Regions from separate parts of the Monodelphis domestica genome. Here region 2 is linked to region 1. Evidence: chromatin contacts called from public Hi-C data. All regions are on one chromosome and are shown on one strand. The core of a region is the stretch at or near the end of the contact, and the rest is flanking DNA. Distances in the headings are between cores, read along the strand shown.

Region 1 (6,536 bases), core at 351-2,850:
ATAAAAACATCATTCCATTGGGGATGATGCATTTATTAATAATTTAGAACAGGTGTGAATCTCTTTTGCCCCTTTACTATTTTTGAATGTCCCTGATTTTCCAAATAATGAATTCATGGGAAGTGAACTTGGGGATTTAATGTCACAAAAATTATATAAACTACAATCACCCACTACTCTTGTTAAAATATGCATGTTTCTAAGAAGAGTGAGTATTCCCTCCTCACAAAAAAGTAGATTCTTTGTCCTTGTGTACAGCCATTGGGAAGGTAGACAATCCCCTAAAAGTATCATTCTAAATCTCTTGGATAAGTTTATTTGCCAATGCTATTCAAGCAAATGAAGCATTTCAATTGTTTCCCTTGACCTTTTAACCCACCCTTTTCTCTTCTTAGAGGTTAAAGGACAAGAATGACCTGCCTCTGGCTCAGAGTTCCTTCCCTAACATTTTTATCTTAACCACAGGAAACTTATCCAACGGGGTTAAAAACAACAACGACAACAAAATAGCAAGCCCCCAAACCCTTCTCCCCCGCGCACACACGTTAGCCGAGGCAGAGAGGATCATTTATCGGAGCCTTAGAATGAGGGTTGAGAGAAGAAAAGGAAGTCGGAGTGTCTGGGTTAGGGCTGTATTTCTGCAATTGATCACTGAGCCCACAATCGCGAAGTAGGTGAAGAAAATGTTTTCAAGAGTTGAGAACAAAGGGAAGTAAAGACTTCATGGAGCAATGCTCTCCCGAGACACCGGTGTTTCGTAACATGATTAAAGGGTTAAGACCGAGCTTCTTAGATAACAACCTAAAATCCTCTTTTGAAACAATTTCACAATATGAGACTTCAGAGGTCACCGTTTATAGATGCAAAAGAATAATTAACCGGCCATAACACTTTTCTGGTTTCTCTCTCACAGGTTTAATTACAAGTTGACTAGGTGGGAACAGACCTCCAAACTTTGGCTGCAGGGCTCCCAGGGGAGGTCAGACCCTTTCGGGGTGGGTGGGGGGGAACGCCCTCCCCTCCCGCTTTTGTTCTCTGCTTAAAAACTAAGGCTTCAAATGTTGATGCAGGAATTTCCTTTCTTACCACCCTTCCCCTCCTCCACCGTGTCTTCCTCGCTAACGTTCGGGACCCACAGCTCTTTACCTTTGTACCCCACACCCACTCAGCAATAGCCAGTTCTTCCTGGTTTCTCCTGGGTTTATCTATTATCTCCATTCTCAGTTCCCTTAAGGGAGGGATCTCTTTTTGCAAAGGCCCTTTAAACCTACCAGACCCTTGGGGGTGCTAGAATCCCAATGTGTGTGGGGGGCACACAGAACTAGATTCCTGCCGGGGGGGGGGGGGGGGGAAGGGTCACATCAAAGACTGGAGAGGATTCACGCCCCGTCTCCCTAAAGCAATTCGAGGCGGTGTTTCCACACCCCCAACCCCCCGCCCCGTAGAAGTGAGTGCCCAGCTTTTCGAAACTCTTCGGTAATTCTTTTCCTGCTCTGGGAGCTGGCGTTGACCTCTTAACAAAGAACAGGTTCAAGCTGCTTCCCCTCCTCCACCCCAGGAGACTGATGAGGGTCACGTGACCTTTCTAGACAGCACAGAATTTGGATGGTAATATGTAGCGGTGGGGGAGGGGAAGCGGCAGCCAGCTCGCACACGGCTCCGCTGTACGGGAGGTGGAGTGCGAATGGTGGGGGCGGGGAGTGGAGCTGGAGGAGGAGGGGAGGGGGGAGGGGAAGAGAGGAAAAAGAAGAGGGGGAGGGGAGTAGAAGGAGGTGGGAGGAGGAAGGAGGAAGGGGGAGGGGAGAAGAGACCAGCCCAGACCAGCTTCCATTCCAGAGACTCATTAAGATGCAAATGCCAAATATTTTTACCAGACTGTATAAATTTACAGTTTCCTTTTCAGCCTAACCAGACAATGTTAAAACACACTAAATTTTCTGAATGCAAATCAAACATAGGCTATCTCCTTTTAGACTTAATTAAGGCCTTATTTTAAAAGATAATAAAAAAGGATTGAAAAATTTGATCACAAAAAAGGTCTGGGTCTTTTATTATTATTTTAAATATTATAAATTACTGACAAAAATGACCCCAATCTTCCTTGATAATAAATAACAGGAAACTTAGTTAAACATTTGTTATTGTTTACAAATATATTATGACACTTTCCAGTGGGAAGAGGATGTTCTAAACTATTGGGGTACATCCAGGATACACTAACCTTTATTGTGTATTAACCCGTTGTCAAGTTGGTATGGACCCCTTCTCAGAATGTTTTTTATTTTTTATTTCATTAAATATTTTCCAATTTACATGTAACAATATTTTTAAATACATAAAATAAAATCTATAGGATTACAAAGAAAACCAATTATACAGAAATATAGTTATGCTAACTTTTCTGTGTTACTGACTCTTGGCAGCCTGGGGTGCCTGTATATCCTTTCTCAGAATAATGTTTTTTATTTAAAAAATATATATATATGACTTTTCATTTATTTTTTTGAACATTTCCAATTATATGTAATATTAGAATTATGTTTTTAAATGCATAAAGTAAAATACATAGAATTACAAAGGAAACCAATCATTCTGAAAGTTATATTAACCTTTTCTGTGTTATTGACTCCTTTGGCAGCCTGGCAGACCGTTTCTCAGAATAATGTTTTTAATTTTTAAAAATATGTATGATTTTTCATTTACCTCATTGAACATTTCCAGTTCCATATAACATTAGAATAATGTTCTTAAATGTCTAAAATAAAATACATAGGATTACAAAATAAACCAATTATACTGAAAGTTACATTAACCTTTTCTGTATAATTGACCTTTTTGACAGCTTGGGGTAGATTTTGGACCCTTTCTCAGCATAATATTTTAAAAATACATTTCTATTTATTTCATTAAATATCTCCCAATTACATGTAACATTAGAATAATGCTTTTGAAATGAATAAAACACATAGGATTACAAAGGAAACCAATTATGCAGAAAGTTACACTAAGCTTTTCTGTGTAATTGACCCCTTTTGGCAGCTTGTGGTAGCCTATGGTGCTTTTCTCAGAATAATGTTTTATTTATTTATTTTAGAATAATGTTTTTTAAATGCACAAAATAAAATGCCCAAGATTACAAAGGAAACTAATTATACAGAAATACAGTTATAAAGCATTTAAAAAAATACCAAGTTCATAGACCCCGGGTTAAAAGACCTCTTCTAGCTAGACAAGACAGTTTGCTAACCTCCCCTCCCCCACAGGATAAATCCGAACAAAAATACGCCCTTTCTAGGTTACTAACTATTCAGTAGCTGCCAGTAAGCCTACTTCACCACTCCCTCCGCCTCCCTGCCCCCACACTAGAAAAGAAAACAAACAGAAAACCCAAACCCACCCCAAAACAAATCCCAAAAGGAAAAAAAAAAAACTCCTTTGGATCAGTCTTTCTGACGTAGGTTGTGCAAGTTGTATGTGCATGTGTGTGTGTGTGTGTGTGTGGTTGGGGGGGGGTTCTGCCCTTTCTTTTTCCCACTTTAGAGATAGTTAAGTCCTTTAAATGCCATTTTGTGCACACATAACTTAAAAATGGTTCTGGCTCAGGGGAAAGAAATTGGCAAACATATAGTTCACAATCTGTTCCCATAACGTGAAGCCAGATGAAAAAAAAATACACAAAAAACCATTCGTTCCTCTGTGCCAGGTTATGCAACTCCTCCAAAAGGTTTCAGGCTTTGTCTGGGAGCTGGGGGAGGGGAAAGGGGGAAGGATCAGATTCAGGCATTCTAGGGGAGGCTGCCTTATGGGCGTGGGTTTCCTGGGTTTTCGAGTTTTAGCAAATTGTCGTTTTGCACTTTGAGGAGCTTAAAAAAAAGTCACACGTATATTTTAGCTGGCTGGTTTGTGAATTTGCAAACGGGGGGGGGGGGTGGATTTTGTATACGTGTCATAGACGGCAAAGTTTCTTGGGGCTGGGGGGTGGGGTGGGGTGGGGTGATATTGGCTGTCTCCATAAATGAAAGATGAAAGATGGTCTTGATTTGTGGGAGGAGCAGGCTTTGTAAGAGCACTTTAAAAGCCTTGATGCCTGGAGGGGTGTGGAAAGAGAAATCGCATCCCTTCTGCACTCTGGCTGCTATGTAGCTGCGGTTGCACTGTGTTATGACTTTGTGAATGCCAGGGTCAGGCAACTCTGAAAGGAGGACATAGCCGCGGGGATATGGGGGGTGGGGGAGGGGGCAAAGTACAGTCCCTGGCACTCTTAGCGCCAGCAATCCACTCATGTGACAGCTGTATTCCTGGATCTCTTTGATGGAGGACTAGTTTATGCACAAGATAATAATAACCACAGCTCCTCATTATGTAAGCTTACCAAAACGTTTACATGTATTTTCTCACTTACATCGATCCTGTGATTTGTAGGTGCTACCATTGCCCCCATTTTACAGATGACAAAACCAAGAGTTAGGCTGAAAGGACACACGCAACATTCTGTCTCCTGGACAGTTTCTATTAAAACCCATGAAAGGATTTGTCTATGGATACATAAGTGGGCAAGCAGGATTTGAATCCAAGATTTCCAGCGGACTAGTTCAGTCCTCCATCCGCTACCATTTGCCTGCCTAAGCTCAGGGGAGCCAAGAATTGTGAAGGGACCCCAAACTATGACATGAAGAAGGAGGAGGAAACTAAGTTGGGGAAGGAAAGACCTCAGGGAGCTAGGATAGCTGAGATAAGACTTCAGTTAGTCACTTGAGCAGTTAATAAACTCTAAAGGCAAAAACAGTATCTACTTCAAGGAGTTAATATTGAGAAGAGAAAGACATACATAAACGACTGGGTACAGGCATACCTTGCTTGCCCTTCAAAAGATACTGTATTTTTTACAATGGAAAGTTTGTGTCAACCCTATGTTTAACAAGTCTGTGGGCACTAGTTTCCCCACAGCAAGTCCCCCTACCACATTTTGTTAATTCTCACACCATTTCAAGTTTTTTCACTGTTGTTAAAGCTATTATTATAGCTGTTATGGTGATCTGTCATCAGTGATCTTTGATGCTACTCTTGTAATTATTTTGGGGTATCATAGACTGTGCCTGTAAGAACCAACAAAATTAATTGAGAAATATTGTATATGTTCTGACTGCTTCACTGGACCATCAGTTCTCCCATCTCTCTCCCTATCCTCTGGCCTCCTTATTCCCCAACACATAACAATATTGAAATTAAGCCAATTAGTAATTATACAATGGCCTCTAAATGTGCAAGTGAAAGGAAGAGCCAGTTGATTTGGCAAAATTTATTGTTGTTTTGTTTTAAATACGAATAAAAATGAAGCCATACTGGCCTTCAGCAACCAGCACCCCATACTAGCCATCAATGTGGAGGTAAGACCTTCCACCAGCAAGATGAAGACTCTCTAAAGGCTCAGACGATGGTTAGCATTTTTTAAAACAATAAAGTATTTTAAACTAAGAAATGTACATTTTTTGAAATAATATTAATCCACATTTAATAGACCACAGTGTCATATAAATATAAGTTTTATATGCACTGGGAAACCCCAAAATTCATGTGACTCACTTTATTGTGGTGGTCTGGAACCTAACCTACAATATCTCTGAGGTAAGCCTGTAAATATAAGATATATACAGAGTAGATGGAAAATAATAGGGAAAAACACTAGCAGTTTGGTCTCCCTAGCCTTCTGTAGAAGAAGGGGATTTGAGCTCAATCTTAAAAGTATGGAAACCTTGAGGAGGCAGAGGATACCAAGCATGGCAGATAACCAGTTCAAAGACATGGAAAAGAGATGGAATTTACTATGCAAAAAAACTCAAACAAAACAAAACACCAGCAAATGAATCAATGTAGCTGAATCATAAGCAAGTGACAGGGAATAAAGTATTAAGAGTAATGGAGAGGTTGGAAGGAACCAGGCTATAAGGAGCTTTATATAATAAGAGAATTTTATATTTTCTTTTCAAAATAATAGGAACTCAATTGAATAAAACAGATTTCCAAGCATTTCTGAAGAAGAGCCCAGACTTAAAGAGAAAATTTGATGCCCAAATACAAAATTCAAGAGAAGTATAGAAAGGTAAACAAGAAAGAGAAAAAAATGTAAGGGCTTCAATTAAAGTCAAATGGTTTTTATTTCTATATGGAAAGACAATATCTGTAACTGTTAAAAATTGTTTTCAGTATCATAGTAATTAGAAGAAGTATACATAGAGGGGATGGTAGTAAGCAGTTTAGGATGATATATCAAAAAAATACTAAAATTGGGGTGAAAAGAGGGTAATATTAAGAGAAATGGGAAAAGAAGTAAAATGGGGTAAATTATATCACATAAAGAAATAATAGTGTTTATTGAGTAGAGTAGTGACCTAGGCAGATCTGTGCTTTAGGAGAATCATTTTTGGTTGCTGAGTGGACTAGAGTGGGAAGAATTCCAGGCAGGTAGACCATTTAGAAGACTTTGGGCAGTCATCTGGGTAAGAGGTGATGAGGGTCTGAGTAGGGTGGGTTTGGCT
Region 2 (6,698 bases), core at 2,843-5,342, 160 kb before region 1:
ATATGCATTATATAATATATATTATTTATTCATCTATATTTTATTCAATTTATATACTTATTCAACCCATATATTCAAAGTTAGAGCATTTATTCAATCTATAGAAAGTTTGGTTATTTATTGTACATCTATTGTCAGGGAATATATTTTGTTGGCTGTAAATAAAGAACAACATGGCGAAGGGCACATCCTTTGCCTCTCCAAGTCTAGGGAGCTTTTTGCCTAGCAGTTGGGACCAAGTGGCTTCCAAGAAAGTCCAGCGATGGGCAAAGGACTGGGGGGCTAAGAATGCCATTTAGCTAAATTTGGGGAGCCCAAGCAATTTATAAACCTACTAGGGTTTGCCCTCCATGTCCCCCCCCTGAAGCCATCACAGATCCAAGTAGGAGGATTCTATTTTATTCCCCCTTTGCTGATGGGACTGACTTATTGTGACAGCTGAATCGTGGCCAGTTTGGGACGGGGCTCTGGGTCCAGTCGGGGTGTCTTGCTGGGGTTCTGATGGCTTTTGAGGGAAAGAGCTGTGAGGAGGAAGGAGCCACTAGGAACAGAATCCAGGCTAGGCAGCCAGCCAAAGGAGGGAACTCTTCTGGGTGGCTTCACTATAGGGTAAACTAGAAGGATTCAAAAGAAGTTAAAAGTGGTTGGAAGTTACTCCAGAGAGGGAGAGGGCCAACTAATCAAATTACCCACTCTAGAGTTTCCTCTGGTCTTCATTGTTGGGATTATGGTATTCATGATGGAGCCCAGAGTGGAGTGAAAAATCAAGGAGGACCCAAGCAGGACAGGAAAGCTTGTGCCTTGGAGGAAGAGCCCTGAGGGCAAGGAGAGCCTTCCAAGGTCCAGAACAGCCCACCGGAGGGGCCCCATTCATTCACAAAAGTTCCCAGAGTGGAGGACACAGTCTGCTGACCCCTTTCTTTTCAAAGAAATCAATTTCCTCCTACCTAGATCGGGGTGACTTTCATAAGGGGCAAAAACATTTAAATAATGTTATGAAATATTTTACATCCACTTTCTTCTCCAAATGATCTTTCAGAAGGCGTCTGGGCTCCTGAAGGCTTGTTTGGGGGCAAATCTCTTCCCAGGTGAACCCTCGGGGCACACGCAGGACGCCCGTGACACCCCTGAGGCCTAAACACACGCGGGACAGCGAGATAAAACTTACCATGTTTGTCCCACAGGTGTGTGAAGTTTCCAAGTGTGGGCAAGTGATCAGTTAGGTTCAAGGAAAGGATCTGTGCCCAGTCAGCCCCCTCCAGGGGGGAGGGGGGTTATTATCACCCTACGTTGTCTATATACCCAGTTGTAAATTTCCCCTGAAATATACATTATCTAGTCAATTTTGCATCTCAAAATAATGAGCATATTAAAGTCCTCATTATCTCACACTATATCGACTGTGTGTGCATGTTTGTTGTTGGTTTTTTCCTAATGCTAGTAGGTCCTAAGATAGCTGCACACCCTGTGGTTTGTAAAAAATAATGAAGGGCCGTGGCCTTTTTGGAAGGTAAGTACACATGGCCCGGGAGAAAGGTTTCTCTCGCCCTCCCCCTCAGCTCGGTCGCTATGCCCCTCCCCCTTTCAGGTTAAAAGTGAGTTCTGGTGCCTGCAGGAAAAGAAAAATATCATGTAATAAGGGGGGGAGGGGGGAGCCTTTGTAGAAATTAAGAAATATTTCACGGATCGGATCGGAGTTTGTTTCTGTCCCCCTCCCTCACACACACCCCCAACAGTGTTATTGACTTGAAATGCAATCCCCAGACGTCTAACTTTTAGTATTTTCACAGCAATAATGGCTTAGAGACTAGAATAATATGCTATTAAACAGGTCCGGCGTGGGGGGGGGGGGGCAGCCTCCTCTCCCAGGCCCCCTCCCCTCCCCCGCCCCCAGGATGGGTGAAAGGAAACCCTAGGAAGTCAGATATCAAAATGACTGGCCGGATCCCAACCGTCCCAAAGTAGCAAAGCGGAGAAATCGGCAAGCCGTGAGTGCAGGAGTTGCTGGGACGGAGGCAGGCAGTCCCAGGCTTGGGAAGCCGAGGGTGTCTCCGGGGCGAGCCCACCCTTTGGGAAGGGGGTGGCGATTCCGGCGGCGGGGGCCCTGAAATGCACAACTCCAGCGAGTCCTCTTGTGCCATTAACAACGTAAGCAACAGGTCTGCAATTTTGTTTTCTGGTGAAGTGGGCAACCTCCGGCACACACTTTAATAAAAGCCACCCTCCATCTATTTCATAACATTGAGCACTGTTCCCACTAGTTTGCTGAAGGGGGAGGGGAAGAGTGGCTTTCAAGTTACTTGACAAGTACGGCGAATTGTGCTTCAAAAAACACACAGACATGCACACCCACGAACTTATTTAACTCCTTGGAGTTCCACTTTGATCCATTTTCTCGAGTGTAATTCCAATCCTTGCTGTAGCTAATACTGTAGATGAATGGGATTCCCCTCCCCCACCCTGGGCTGGTGGAAATTCCACACCATCTGCAATGTGAATACCTTACATTTAGCAGTTTTCCCAATTAAAAATACAGCCCCTGAAAGCCAAGTGATTATTCCAAAAACTCTGCTCCAAACTTATTGATCTTTCTTTTCCAGCCCAAAACAAAGACGGGGAGAAGGGGGGGAGGGAAAAAAAAGCCAGTCTCAGGAGCACTTCAGGAGCTAACACATTTTGTTATTGTTCAAAAGCCTTAAAAATTTCACCACCGTCTCCAAACCTAAGCCAACAATCACAAAATAATCACAATTATAAGCCTTTCCTTGGAGAAAGCCAGCCACTTTTGTCCAGATGATTTAAGACAACAAAACCACATAACACACACTATAGATACTCAAGAGCAAAACGTGGGGAATCCTAGGAGAAACAGAGCCATAAATCCATTGGGGGGTGGGGGGGTGGGACGAGCAAAATAAATAAATAATAACCACCACCAAAAAAAAAGAAAAAAAAAAGAACCCGGGGAAGTCTGTTGCATGGGGGGGGGGGGGAGGCATGGCAAGCAGGGGCCAGTTGATCAGAAAATTGCAATACACACACACATATATACACACACACTCCACCTCCCTTCCCCCTCTCTCCCTCTCCCTCTCTCTATCTCTGTCTCTCACTCACTCTGTCTCTTTCTCCCCCCTCCCCAAAAAGGTCTAAGTGATGAATAATCAGCCCTCCAAACTCACCTCACTCCAAGTATATTAAAGGCAATGCTTTTCACTCCTGGAAGCAGCGGGGTAAAAGCCTCAACTTCTGTTGGAAACACACAAGACTTTTCTTTCACTTGCTGTACATGGTGTAACTCTTCTTTTTTTCCAAGGTCCCAGCAAGCGTTAAAGGAGACTGTAAATCCCAACTCTCCCCCCTCCCCCTCCTCTTCCTCCTCCTCCTCCTCCTCCCCCCTCTGCACACACCGAAATGCAAAGGAAGTCCCAGAGAGTGGGAAGAGGAAAATGGAAAGTTTTTTTTTTTGGTTTGGGTTTTTTTTTTTTTGGGTGCGGAATGGCGGTCAGGAGGTGCTGCTGCTTGGCTGCTTGCGGCTCACTAATTCATTAGCAGAGTTAGTGTTTGATGTGTGTCTGTGTGTGTGTGTCTGTGTGTACGAGGTGAGGGGTGGGGGTGGGGAGAGGGAGGGAGGGAGGGAGAGAGAGAGGGGGAGAGAGACAGAGAGAGAGAGAGAGACAGAGAAGAGGGTGAGGGTGGAGAGGGAGACAGAAACAGAAGCAGCTACCCCTCGGAAAGAGAAAAGAGACAAGAGATCCACACTGAGACTGAGACAGAGACAGTCAGCGAGTGACCTCCTAGGGGGAAAAAAAATCCAGCACGCTGACCTGAACTAGGCAAAGAAGGGGTGGGGTGGGGAACCACCTTTTTTTTTTCCCTATTGCACACACACCCTCTCCAAAATGCAACCCCTCCCCCCTCCTGCAAAAAAAAAAGAAAGAAAGAAAAAGAAACTTAAACCACAACTAGACAAGAACCCAGCCAATCACCACCCCACCCCGGGGGGTGGGGGGAGGGCAAAAATAGAAAAAAATAAAATAATTCCCAACTATCCTAACACAGCCAGCATTTAGATTGTTCCCTTCTAAAATTCGGCTGCTTGAAAACACCTCCCCTCCCCCTCGTTTGAAAAAATATATATGAGCTCTGTTGTGTGCAGTTTTGCAAAATAAGCCCGGGTGGATGAGCAATAGTGTGTACATATGTGGATGAAATAAGGCATATATGCATATGGAAGGGGGTTCTGGGAGAGGAAGGTTGTGGGGCTGGTGTTGTTATTGTTGTTGTTGTTGCTGCTGCTGCTGCTCCTAGGGTGGAAAGGCGTTCCAGCCTCCACACTGGTTTGCATTATCTTCTCCAGGTTTCAGATAGTTATTTACAAAGTATTTTTCTTTCTCCTGGTTTACTTTACACAGATCTAACTCCCCAATTCTAGGGCTCTCTCTCTCCCTCCTCCAAGCATGGGGCACTCACCTAGCCCTTGTGAGTTTAATCCAATTAAACAAATACTCCAAAATACATTGGGGGGGGGGTTGCCTGGATCCTACATTTTCAGGACGGTGGGGTGGTCTGGTTTGGCTTTGGGGGAGGGGGAGGGGAGGGTGGTAAGCCTTGTAATAAGTGGCTAGTACTGTACTTAGCAATCCACAGCATTACCTTATTTGATCTATTTGTCTGCGAGAAGAGAAAAATCGTTACTTTGGACGGGGCAGGTCCCTTATCAAAAATGTAAACATGAAAAATGCAAATGCCATCGTAGTATTATCAATCACGAAGGATGCAAAACGATTGTGTCTACACCATCATTAGAACACATCAAAAATATAGACTTACACAGTCTCCATAATTGTGAATCAGCAGAATGGATTTTTATTATGTATCACTTGCAATTCAAGACCCCCAAAAGGTTTTGTTGATGTTCTTTTGCCTTGAACCTGCCCTTCTTTCCTTATTTGTCCCCTGGATTTGTACAGATTGATACTGAGGTATTACATTCAATCGAAAAAAGAAGGGTGCGATACAAAACCAATGCAAGTAAATGATGCAACATTGCCCTGGTTACATGTGCTTCCCTTCCCCCAATCGCTTACTGGTGGGAGTGCTGTGTTTTTTCCGCCTGTAGGGTCACATTGTGGTTGATTGATTCTCCTTTCGCCTTGCTCAGTCATTCAGATTTGGAAAGTAAATAACAAGTTGACATCATTACAGCTCTCTGCATTACTGTGACACATTCCTCTGGTACCACACACTCTCTATTAGCTGCGCAGCAAAACAAACCCTCCCTCCAGCCTGGGAGCCCAGGATTTTGTTAGTTGCTTTGTCAGAGGACTGAACTTGGTAAATGACTTGCCTTTCTATTTCAACTTACTTAGCCGGTGCCAATACTTAAATGATGAAGAATCTGTAGAAATGCTCATATGAATAAGCTTTCTGGCTACCTGTACAGAATTTGCAGCCAGGTTACAGCAACAATACCCAGCTAATGAATAGAATTCAGCATTCATCCTGGCTTTTTAATAACGTCTGATGATAATTACTTGAATTTTGGGGAAAAAACAATGAATGGATTTTTTATTGAAATTAACCATTTATCTCTTAGACTTACTTCAGTGGAAGGACCCTGAGGGAATATTGAAAGGTTATCTGTCTTATCTTCTGGCAGAATTACACTCACACAGACCTGTAAATAAGAATTCTAGCACCTAGGGCAAATTCAATGGCAGAGGAGAAAAGGGGAGCAAACTTATGGACAAAAGACCCTCGAAATGGGGTGAAACTCAGACCATTCATCCCTGCTGGAGTGGATCAAGACTCTAGACTTCCTCCTTCATTCCCCAAATAAGAACAACCATTCCATGTGAAAGACATAGTAGACATTGCGGAGGCAATTAGTTCAATTCCTGGACCCATTCCAGAACCCATCTTCAGCTTCCCTAGTGCAATGGAGGAAGGACATGAGGTACAAGAGAACACCAACAGCTGGACATAGACTTGCTCCTCTGCTCCTTCCAGTGCCCTTGACCCTTCCAAAAGAGATCTGGTTATTCATTTAACTAAATTTTCCACAGAAAGATGTTTCTAGAATTTTTCCCTCATAATGAAGTTAGGCATAATCCATCCCACTGAAATGTTAGCCTATTTCCTTTCATCCTGTTCTGGTTAAGAACCTAGATTAACTGTTACATTAATCTAATTTACTGATTCTTCATTGATAGTCTATTATTATAGGAAAGGGGCAGGTCTTAGGCAAAAAGGAAGGCAGTGGAATGAAATAGAAAGCATATTCAACTGAGTCAGAAACGTGGGTTCTAGTCCTGATTGTGCCACTAAATAAGAATAACATAACTCATAATTTATGTGATGCTTGCCAATTTATAAGTTGCTTCTCAGATATTATCTTTTCTCTATCCTACAAAAAGAAAGGATGATCATTCCCATTTTACAGGGAAGGAAACTGAAGCTCAAGTTATTTGACCTCCAAGTGGACTGGTACTTGTGTTGGAGAGAGAGTTAGGAGAAAGAAAGAAAGAAAGAAAGAAAGAAAGAAAGAAAGAAAGAAAGAAAGAAAGAAAGAAAGAAAGAAAGAAAGAAAGAAAGAAAGAAAGAAAGAAAGAAAGAAAGAAAGAAAGAAAGAAAGAAAGAAAGAAAGAAAGAAAGAAGGAAGGAAGGAAGGAAGGAAGGAAGGAAGGAAGGAAGGA

Evidence for each region. A called contact is a pair of places that touch in the nucleus more often than the background predicts.
Region 2: a Hi-C map of limb shows a contact between it and region 1, with 7 times the contacts expected there. The contact joins the promoter of TBL1X here to the enhancer-like site in region 1. A contact is called at or near these places in 2 of 2 Hi-C or Micro-C datasets (limb and spleen and liver).

The regions. Positions count from the first base shown.
Region 1 is chr8:227,496,120-227,502,655 of mMonDom1.pri, reverse strand. No RefSeq gene overlaps it. Among named protein-coding and RNA genes, the nearest start is that of TBL1X, 160 kb to the left of the region's middle. Within about 2 kb of position 1,600, at least 1 of the 2 cell types and tissues checked has open chromatin away from gene starts, as enhancers often do. A contact at or near this core is called in limb, where this site is marked.
Region 2 is chr8:227,656,635-227,663,332 of mMonDom1.pri, reverse strand. TBL1X (transducin beta like 1 X-linked) reads right to left here and starts at 4,092. Exons shown (of 17, transcript XM_056808020.1): 1 at 3,183-4,092.